Regions from separate parts of the Mus musculus genome. Here region 1 is linked to region 2. The links are chromatin contacts, called in public HiChIP or PLAC-seq maps. All regions are on one chromosome and are shown on one strand. The core of a region is the stretch at or near the end of the contact, and the rest is flanking DNA. Distances in the headings are between cores, read along the strand shown. Region 1 overlaps Thada (thyroid adenoma associated). Region 2 has its middle 16 kb from the start of Gm35229.

Region 1 (4,750 bases), core at 170-2,669, 330 kb before region 2:
TGAGTTCATTCAGTCCAGTGAGCTCGAGGGTTTAGGGCACGAGCCATTTATCTGTCCTTTTGTTCCAAAAGGTTTCTTTTAAAAAAAAAAAAAAATTATGGGAGCTACAGATAATCAAGTGAATTTTAAAATTTGAACTCTGAAGTTAAAAGCATACAGACTTTTGTCATACATTTGTGTTTATACTTTACAAGATTAATCAGGGTTTATTTATATGAGCTGGTTGAGCAACGTTGTTGGGGACTTTTCCATGATAAATGGCTGGGTGGGAATGTGGTTTGAATAAAGAACATGGCATTTGCTCTTGCAGGCTGCTTTTCATTCCAGGATGTCAGGAGTCTTATGGAAATCAGCTCATTAATCCTTCCTGTCCTCCCTTCTCCCTTTCTCAGCCTTCCCTTCTCAGTCCAGTTCTTTCCTCTGGTATGAGGGCAGCGGTTACCAGATCCCGGTGTGAGGGCAGCGGTTACCAGATCCCCGTGTGAGGGCAGCGGTTACCAGATCCCGGTGTGAGGGCAGCAGTTACCAGATCCCCGTGTGAGGGCAGCGGTTACCAGATCCCCGTGTGAGGGCAGCGGTTACCAGATCCCGGTGTGAGGGCAGCGGTTACCAGATCCCCGTGTGAGGGCAGCGGTTACCAGATCCCCGTGTGAGGGCAGCGGTTACCAGATCCCCGTGTGAGGGCAGCGGTTACCAGATCCCCGTGTGAGGGCAGCGGTTACCAGATCCCGGTGTGAGGGCAGCGGTTACCAGATCCCGGTGTGAGGGCAGCGGTTACCAGATCCCGGTGTGAGGGCAGCGGTTACCAGATCCCCGTGTGAGGGCAGCGGTTACCAGATCCCCGTGTGAGGGCAGCGGTTACCAGATCCCCGTGTGAGGGCAGCGGTTACCAGATCCCCGTGTGAGGGCAGCGGTTACCAGATCCCCGTGTGAGGGCAGCGGTTACCAGATCCCGGTGTGAGGGCAGCGGTTACCAGATCCCGGTGTGAGGGCAGCATTTACCAGATCCCGGTGTGAGGGCAGCGGTTACCAGATCCCGGTGTGAGGGCAGCATTTACCAGATCCCGGTGTGAGGGCAGCATTTACCAGATCCCCGTGTGAGGGCAGCATTTACCAGATCCCGGTGTGAGGGCAGCGGTTACCAGATCCCCGTGTGAGGGCAGCGGTTACCAGATCCCGGTGTGAGGGCAGCGGTTACCAGATCCCGGTGTGAGGGCAGCGGTTACCAGATCCCCGTGTGAGGGCAGCGGTTACCAGATCCCCGTGTGAGGGCAGCGGTTACCAGATCCCGGTGTGAGGGCAGCAGTTACCAGATCCCGGTGGGGTGGAAATCTTGCCCAGGTCAGGAAGCAAGTGAGATTCAGAATGAGCCCCGTCCTGGGAAGGGATGTCACAACATTGTCTAGGGATGTCACAACATTGTCTAGGGATGTCACAACATTGTCTAGGGATGTCACAACATTGTCTAGGGATGCCACAACAGGGTGCAGTCCAGGCCCCTTGGATGGTCCTCCTGCTGCGCTTGCTGTCTTCAGGCTGCAGCTCTGCTGTCCTAGCAGTCACAGGCTCCACCCTAACAGAAAGAACTTTGAAAAGCTCTCTCAAGCAGGACTCAGAGGAAACGGCTTGTTTACCTTGGCTGTGACTTGGGATTACAATTATATTGGGCTTCAGTTTTTTCAGAAGTGGTTTGTTATCTTGTGTTTCCCTCAGCCATAAAAGAGTAAATATGTATTGGATGTTCCTTTTAGAAAACTTGATGACATAAACCATGTGTGTGGGTACACGTGTGTTAATCCTACTACTTAGGGGTACGGAGACAAAGGGGCTGTTGCAAATTTCAGACCAGTCTGAGCTACTCAGTGAAACAGTTTCAAAAAAACAAACCAAACTGAAGAAGATAAGCAGGTGAGCTTTGTGTGCTGCTGGGCTCTGGGGTGGGGAATGGGATGGCCGAAGGGAAACATTCTCTACAGAACTTCATCCCTGGTTTTCCTTGGCTATCATTCATAGCAAGGAAAAATAATTTGAAAAACAATATAAAAGTGAAATCTACTCTTAGCACAGTTCTCTGTGGTTACATCATCTTTTTCCTTTTTTTAAAAAACATAGCTAAGGTTCTATTAAGTATAAAAGTTATAGCTTCCTTTTTTTCACTTGGCAATATGAAAATATTTGCTATTATTATTACTTAAAACTTTATGGCTGCTATGGAAAATGGTATCACACTTCCTTAAAAACTGGAAATAGAATCAGTATCTAATCCTGCAGTTCTCCGTCTAAGTTCAGAGAAAGAGAAAGCAGGCTTCGATGGTTGTACTGCTATGCTCAGAGCAACGTTCTTCCTGGTCACCAAACCACAGAACAGCAGTGTTCATTGCTGACAATGTAAGCAAAATATGCTATATACATATGGTAACATTAGTCCATCTTTAAAAGAGAAGTTCCCATCCTCAACTAGGGATTGAACCCAGGCCTTTCCACATGCTAGGCCAGTGCGCTGCCACAGCTATATCCCCAAGCAGCAAGAGAGATCTGACCTGTGCCACCACATGGAGGTACCCCGAGAGATGGCTGGCTGAGCAGATAGTTCATAGACACAGAAAGTAGAGCTGTCATTGGCAGCGTGTGATGGGACAGCCAAGAGATAGAAGTGCTGGGGTTAACATAGTAACTTCATACTTAAAACATTTAAAAATAGCAAGTACAAACAAAAACTAAAATCTCTATTATTTCTTCAGAGTTTTTTTTTTTTTCAATTTGGGGAATTGGGGGGTTGATTTTTCCTATCACTATCCATCTCTACAAAAAAAATAATTTTGCCTAATTTTGCCTTTTTGATTAACTAGGAAAAGAATCTTTTGTTGAAAAGTGGGCTTAAGCATCTCTCTGTGTGTCTCTATGCCTGTGTGTGTGTGTGTGTGTGTGTGTGTGTGTGTGTATGTATGAGGGGGCGGAGAGAGAGAGATTGGGCTTATTGGTTTGTTTTGCTGGGTTTTTTGAGATTGGTCTCATTATATAGTTCTTACTCTCCTGAAACTCACCAAGATCCACCTGCCTCTGCCTCCCAAGTGCGCTGGGATTAAAAGCATATGCCACTATAATTGGCTTCATTGCTCTACTTTGCCTTCATTGCTGCGTGTGGTGTGGAGTCAGTCTGTAACTCTGGCCTTAGGTTTCATTTCTAAAAGCAGACTAAGTCTCTTGAGAGGCAGCGCAGTGCTACAGCTGCTGTACGTTGTGAGACCCTCGTCCCACAAACAGTGCATGGAGACCTTGCCAAAAGTTTAAGGGTTTTTAAAAGTTATTTTTGGAATGCCTACTTTGTACCAAGCTCTGGATGAAGCAATCAATATATATGATTCCATGAGTTTATCTCAAAATGCTCTTGGTATTAGAAAATTAACTTTTCTGTGTTGACACACCCTATGTATAACACTAGTTTAGTTTGGCATAAGTTCAAGAGATAAGGCAAACAAGTATGGTTATGTTTTCAACTTTTACTTTCAATGTTTTAACACAGTAACTGACACGCTTTAACCTTTTGTTTCTGGTTCATAAGGACTTTTCCCTGGGCTTTCCCAGGGTACCACTAGGGCCTGGGTGTACTGTGTGCTCTGCCAGGGGTGCCAGGTAACAAACAAAAACTTGTTCAGATCCTGGTAGCAAGCCATGTGCTTTATGTCTCTTTGTGTGTGCTTGTTTGCACATTCTGTCTTGCTAGCCTCCTCCTGGGAGAGTGGGGATGGTGATAGCTTTAATTTTACTTTGAGACAGACAGAGCCTTGCTCCTTAGCCTAGGCCAGCCACGGCCCTCCTACTGCTGGGATGACACTGGGACACTACCACTCTGGCTCTGGTCATTGCTTTTAATAGAGCGTGCTTTACACACATCACTGCTGTACTCACCCAGCCACTTCTCCCATTAGGATCCCACAGGAGACTGTGACTCCTGGTCTTGGCACTAACAAATGCCAGGTTGGCTGGTAGCAAGTTTTCATTCCAAACAATAGTTCCTGATGCTCAGGGTAGAATGCTGGAATCACCGGGGAAGATTTAAAACCTCCCAGTGTCAACTCCCACCCTGAGAGACTCTGCTGTAGAAATAAATGCCTTTGCCTTCCCAAGTCCACTGAAGCCAGGGACCCTCATGTGGTCCTTGTTCCAGAGGGTCGTGTTACATTTTCATCTTTTAAGATGTGGCTAAAGTAGAACAGGCAGTACTTGGGTCAGTTTGTTTATCAGCCTTTTCTGGGCGAGGCCAGACTGACTTAGGCACTGCAACTATTTCTTAAAACCACAGTGCAGTGTAAAGAGGGCAACAAAACAGGTTCTCAGGCAAACTCCTGGATCTGGGATTTAAATACGGAAAACCCTGTGAAGTCCCTATGCATTTGCAGAGATGTAACCCTCAGAGGTCAGGAGAACCCATCCATCTACACAGCTGAACAGGCGTGGACCCCACTGAAAACTGCTAATATCTGTACTCAGCTGCCAAGTCCTTGTCAAGCTTTTTCCTGGACCTTACTGCCTCCATGTGTCCAGACACTGCTTGTCATGTTGGACTGTCTAAAATAGAGCTGCTCAGATAGAACGTGTTCTCAGAAGTCACTAGTTAGACTGAAGGTAGGACCTGAGCACCTAAATACTTGGCCAGCTCCAAGTGAGAGCTGCTGTTGACCCTGAGACAAAGTTCATAGTTTATGAACTTAGCAAAGGCTAAGCCATCAGCCACTGTAGTTCTAGCACC
Region 2 (5,243 bases), core at 1,335-3,834:
CCTACAGCCAGGCATCAATGAAGCTAGGGACAACAGCCCTTACTTGTTTGGTGATTAAGTAACTCATAAGCATGGCAGCCCGGGATGCCTAGTTCTTCTTGGCTTGGTATAACCATAAAGGCAAGACAAGACAGGCAGACAAGAGTAACCAAAACAAACAACCATCAAGCACCAGGGATGTAAAGAAGTCCAGGCCATGTCCACTTCTGGGCCGTTCTCAACGCCAGAAGGCACCCTGCAACTCTCCATGATCAACTTTGTCCTCTTTTGGACTCTCTTATGAAACAAAGAATGACCTTGGTAATGCCAGAGAGGAGCGTATCTGTGGTCCTTGGCGTTTCAAGCCCCCTTCTGACTCCCACTGAGCCACTGGTCAGACATACCTCTTCCTATCCAGTCACTGAGAAAGGCCAGGAGATCACCATGAGGAATGAGTGGAGAGCCAGCCAGGACTAGGGAGGACAGGCAGGGAGGGAGACCTCCTGTCTAAAGAAATCTCATGGGCCCACAGCATGAAGTAGGAAAGAAGGCCAGTTGGACAGAAGGCAGGAATGGGATAGAGGCTGAGGTGCACCCCAGAGTTTCTCAGAGAGGCAGCCCCAAGGCAGAAGGCCGTGGGGGGCTTGATCTTAACGGAATGAAGTTCCCAGTCCCGCTGGTCCCCGGGTCTGTACTCCTGAGATGAGTGACTTTGGCAGCATGAGGCCAGTGAGGGACAGACAAGTGACCAGATCTGTGAGGTGGACTGGAGACAGGGCTTGTCCAAGGTAAGGAAGCGGCAGGGATCACTCTGTTCTCCACACCCACAACAATAAAGTGCTCATATGCATTTCCTGTTGGCAAAACTCTTTGGACAGACGTGATCATACCCAGTCAGTGGAGTAAACCCATAAATGGTGTCAGGCCCACAGAACACAGACAAAGGCATTTACTCCAGAGAGCTGGGGCCTGCCGAGCCCACTCAGGACCGTTGGATGCCAATTCACCCCGAATGCAGCGACCCTCGGGAGGTTTCTCCATTTATCTGTGTCTTCCTCAGAGGTCTGCTGGCTTCTCAGCTCTCCAGCCTCACTCCCCTTGTCTGGACAATGAGGGACTCAGCATAGAGCCCTCTGGGTTTACTGCAGTAACTCAGGGGGCCCGGGAAGCCCAACCTCTGTCACTGTGCATCAGAGTGCTAATAAGGTCACCTCAGCCAAGGCTTCTGACAGCTTACTGAGGACAAACTGTTCCCATCTCCAGACTACACCTGAAGGAAGGAACGACCCATGCGCAGCTGCCACCCAGTACCTGGCCACCGCTTCCTCGCTGAGTAGAAGTCCAGGCTGGGACCCAGGCCAGGCGCCTCCCCCACTCCCTGGAGGCAGGCGGCTGCTAATGGCTCTCCCCACAAGCTGGTTCATTAAAGATTTGTTCTGTGGAGTTGCAATCAAAATAAACAGACGGCCTGAAAGCCAGGGAACTAAAAACCAATTAAGAAGGAATAGAGATGGAGGGAGGCTGGGGGTAGGAGGAAAAAGAGGCCTGGGCCTTCCAAAGACTCGGTTCCCATAGCAGCCAGCTTCCAAAATAGTCTGGGAATGAAAAATAATGAAAACCACCGGGGAAAGCAAAGCTGTCCTGGCAAGAGAGTCCTAACCTTGGGATTGGCTAAATCCCGCTGCCCACAGCTCCCAGAGGGCACCTGGTGACCCGGTGACCTGCCCTTCCCCCACACAATCGTCTTCTTTTCCAAAGTTGTGAGTGGTGCTGCCCCTCTAACAGACCCTCTGCGTAGGCTCCGAGGCAAAGAAGCCACATCCAACCTCCACCTCATGGGTGGCCCAAGAAAGTGGAGAAATGTGAGGGACTAGGCATGTGGTTGTCTGAAAGGTGACAGTCAGTACATCAGGAAGCCCATAACACAAAAGGGCCCCAGTCTAGGTGCAGAAGTCTTCCCGAAGTGCCATTCAGACTGAGATCTCAGGTCTGAGTAGGGCTGGTCCAGAGACAATCCGAAGTCCCCTCAGGAGGCACCTGGATAGCAAGGCTGCAGGAGCAGGAGAGTGGGAAAGCTGAGAAGTGGGAGAAAGAAAACAAGCCTGGTGCGTGCTTCTTATCCCAACAAGGCTCAGACAGGAGGATCACGTTCCAGGCCAGCCTGGGCTACACAGTAAGATCTGGATAGATAGAAAGATAGATAGATAGATAGATAGATAGATAGATAGATAGATAGATAGATAGATAGATAGATAGGCAGGCAGGCAAAATGAAAAAATCAAAACCACTAAACCAGCAGCTCAATGTGGCTGACAAAGATTGTTGTGGGCAGCTCTGTGTCGAGCTTCGTGCTCTCGGCACTGAAAGTTCGGAGCTCTGAAGGTTCAGAGTCAAGGAGCAAGGAGTCCTGCATTGACCTACACAGCAGCTCTATCTCTTTTGTCCAGAGCCAGACTTTCTGGGGGAGCCCAGATCCACACCCCCTTTCTCACCCTTAGTGCTGGGAAACTCTAATGTGACTTTCCAGCAGTTTCTCTGGCGGGCCACCGCCGGCCAGGAACATGGCCAGTTAACCATCTCCAGATCCGTGTCTGCTCTCGGTTTTGTGTCATTGCCGCGGCAACGGGAAAGCAGAGCTCCTGGCCGGTCCACTCTCAGATGCCAAGAGAGAATTACTGCCAAAATGAAGTTAACCCTTTGCACCCTCCCCACCAGCCTTCCAGGCCACAGAGATGAACACTGTGGAGCGTGGTCCTCAGGCCCACAATCCCAGCATGAGGAAGCTGAGGCAGAGGGATCCCTGCTAGTCTGAGGCCAGCCTGAGCTGCAGAGAGAGGAGCCAGTGAGAGCTAAGAGAGAAACCATGCCCGGAAACAAAACTAAAACACAAAAAGAAATGAGAGCACCAAGTCTAACACTCACCAAAAGTTCAACCGCCCCAGGCAGGGCCTGCTCCAGAGAGACCCCGCCACCACCTGAGTGACAGAGTAGAGAGCAGCAGAGAACAGCAGAGGTGGCGTGAGGGTTGACATGCTCAGCTGCTGGAAGCTGCTCTCAAAGCAACTGCCTGTTTTCCCAAGAAACCCAGCCCATGACCGGCAGGAGCCTACGGGCACTTAGATGGACCCATGAAGGCAAAAGCATGGCCACTGTTCCCCCAACTCACTGAGGTACCAACCGGAACAAGGGGGCATGGGGCAAAGCATGCTGGCCTGGGAATCCAGAAACAAGCTGCCCCCAGGTGCCTGTCCTGTCCCCAGGTGGCTAGAACTATGGTCCGGTTGGTTTGGGGTCGGTTGGTTGTTTTAACTTTTTTAAATGAATTAATTTCGAGGGAGGAAGAGAGAGATACCACAGTGCAGCTGTGGAAGTCAGGGGACAAGCTGTAGGCTCAGGCCTTCCATCGTGTGGCTCTGGGGACTGAATTCAGATCATCAGGCTTGGTGGCAGGCACCCTTACAGAGACGCCACGGCTTCCAGATGGTGAGGCTAGGACAGACACGCCCATGAAATCTGACCTCGACGGCTCCTCCTTGTGACCTCATGTTAATGACTCTTCAATCAGACAGCAGACGCCTTAGGTAGGGTCTATCCACGGACACTCAGGGACAAGGGTACCTGCTACTGCTTTTGCCTCCTAGGCATCAGCTTCTTCACCTGTGAGACTGACTGGGGTCATCCTGGGCTAACTGCACATCCTGGGCTAACTGCACATCCTGGGCTAACTGCATAAAGCAATAGAACTGAAAGGGCTGCAGGTGCATTCACAGCTATCTGGCTGAAGAAGATGCTAGAAGCCACCCCTCTTCCTGTCCCTTTGTCCTCTGCTCATCTCTCAACACCCCCTGCCTGCACCGCCTCTTCCTGGGTGGCCACCCAGATGAGGAGCGCTCCTGAGGCTCGTGGCAGCTGTGGTGGCGACTGCTGGCCTTGTGGAAGAGATGTTTTGTTTTGATTATAAATTTGGGGTTGTTTTGTTTTGTTTTGTTTTGAGGCAAGTCTCACTCTGTATTTTAGACTCCTCTGAGACTCACTATGTAGCACAAGCTAGTCTCAAACTTGTAGCAATTCTCCTGCCTCAGCCTTCCAAGTGCTCTACTTACAGGCTTGAGCCTCCATGCCCAGCTCAGAAATTAAGATTGTCGTTCCTCATGTGTCCCTCCCTGCCCCCCCCCACTTCCCCACCCCTTTACAGCTGAAGGAAATGGGTCACAAGCAGGGGACTTTCCAGGAGTCACTTGGTTTGCAAGAACCTGATTCTCCAGGATGGTCTTAGTCTAAGACCCTGTCCCTGTCTCCAGACACAAGCAGGATGATTTCCTGTCCTTAGGACCCATCTAGGGCCAGTGTGAACCTTCTGGGTCCTGAGTGCACCTAAAATGCTAGGGTCATCCTGGGATATGATGAGTGTAGAGAGACGTGTCAAACCATGGCTAGCTTTTTCAGTTGCCAGGGGCCACCTGCAATGAGTGGGCAAGGCACTCAATGTCAGTCCCACTCAGGAGGAGGGGACACTCAGGCCTTCGAGGTGACACTCAGCAAGTCTGAGTGTAAACGTGGACACTCCCTCTAACCTCCTCCACTCTTGCAAACTTCCCTAAGATTCAGGTCAGGAAGGACGCTTGTCCTATCTCATTGGCTTCAGGGAGATCCAAAGATGACTGGCGAGTGTCAGGAGCCTGTAAACCTGTTCTCATTAGTCATTAATGCGCTCACTATTTGTTTGTGTTTCTAAGCAGCAGATCTGCTGATCAGGCCAAACCTCCTTTCTCTCCTCGATCCTAAACAGAACTTTTGATGTGGATCTTGTCTGTTCCCATACCTAGAAGTGAATCCAAGGCCAGATCGGAGAATCAACATCTTGTCTTGGTGAACAGAGTGCTGATGTCTACCTTTTGGGCAGGGTGTAGGCCCTGAGACCAGCCAAGCGAAGGGAAGCCAGCACGGCAGGCAGGTTTCCTGCTCCAGCTAGTAAATGAACAAACACACCAGATCAATGGCCACAGGATACGCTGTGTAGAGCATTCACCTTCCTGGCAAGGGCTGGCCCTCACAGTTACAGCTCTGACTCTAGACCTTTACAAAGAAGTCCTGCAACTGGTTCTCTCTCTCTCTCTCTCTCTCTCTCCCCTTCCCCCTCCCCCTCTTCCGCCCCCTCCCCCCTCTCCTCCTCTCCTCTCTCTCAACTCTCTTTCTCTCCCCTCTTCTCCCTCTCTTTCTTCCTTTCTTTCTCCACTCTCTCCTTCCCTCCTGTCTTCTTTTCT

The links. HiChIP or PLAC-seq counts read pairs in DNA pulled down with a chosen protein or histone mark.
Region 1: an H3K27ac HiChIP or PLAC-seq map of heart atrium shows a contact between it and region 2, with 5 read pairs. The contact joins two enhancer-like sites. A contact is called at or near these places in 2 of 115 datasets of contacts at active chromatin or transcription factors (embryonic stem cells and heart atrium).

Annotation. Positions count from the first base shown.
Region 1 is chr17:84,265,455-84,270,204 of GRCm38.p6, reverse strand. All of the region lies in intron 30 of Thada (thyroid adenoma associated), which reads left to right. Among named protein-coding and RNA genes, the nearest start is that of Gm24492, 20 kb to the left of the region's middle. Within about 2 kb of position 1,419, at least 80 of the 459 cell types and tissues checked have an H3K27ac peak or open chromatin away from gene starts, as enhancers often do. A contact at or near this core is called in heart atrium, where this site is marked.
Region 2 is chr17:83,935,117-83,940,359 of GRCm38.p6, reverse strand. No RefSeq gene overlaps it. Among named protein-coding and RNA genes, the nearest start is that of Gm35229, 16 kb to the left of the region's middle. Within about 2 kb of position 2,584, at least 91 of the 459 cell types and tissues checked have an H3K27ac peak or open chromatin away from gene starts, as enhancers often do. A contact at or near this core is called in heart atrium, where this site is marked.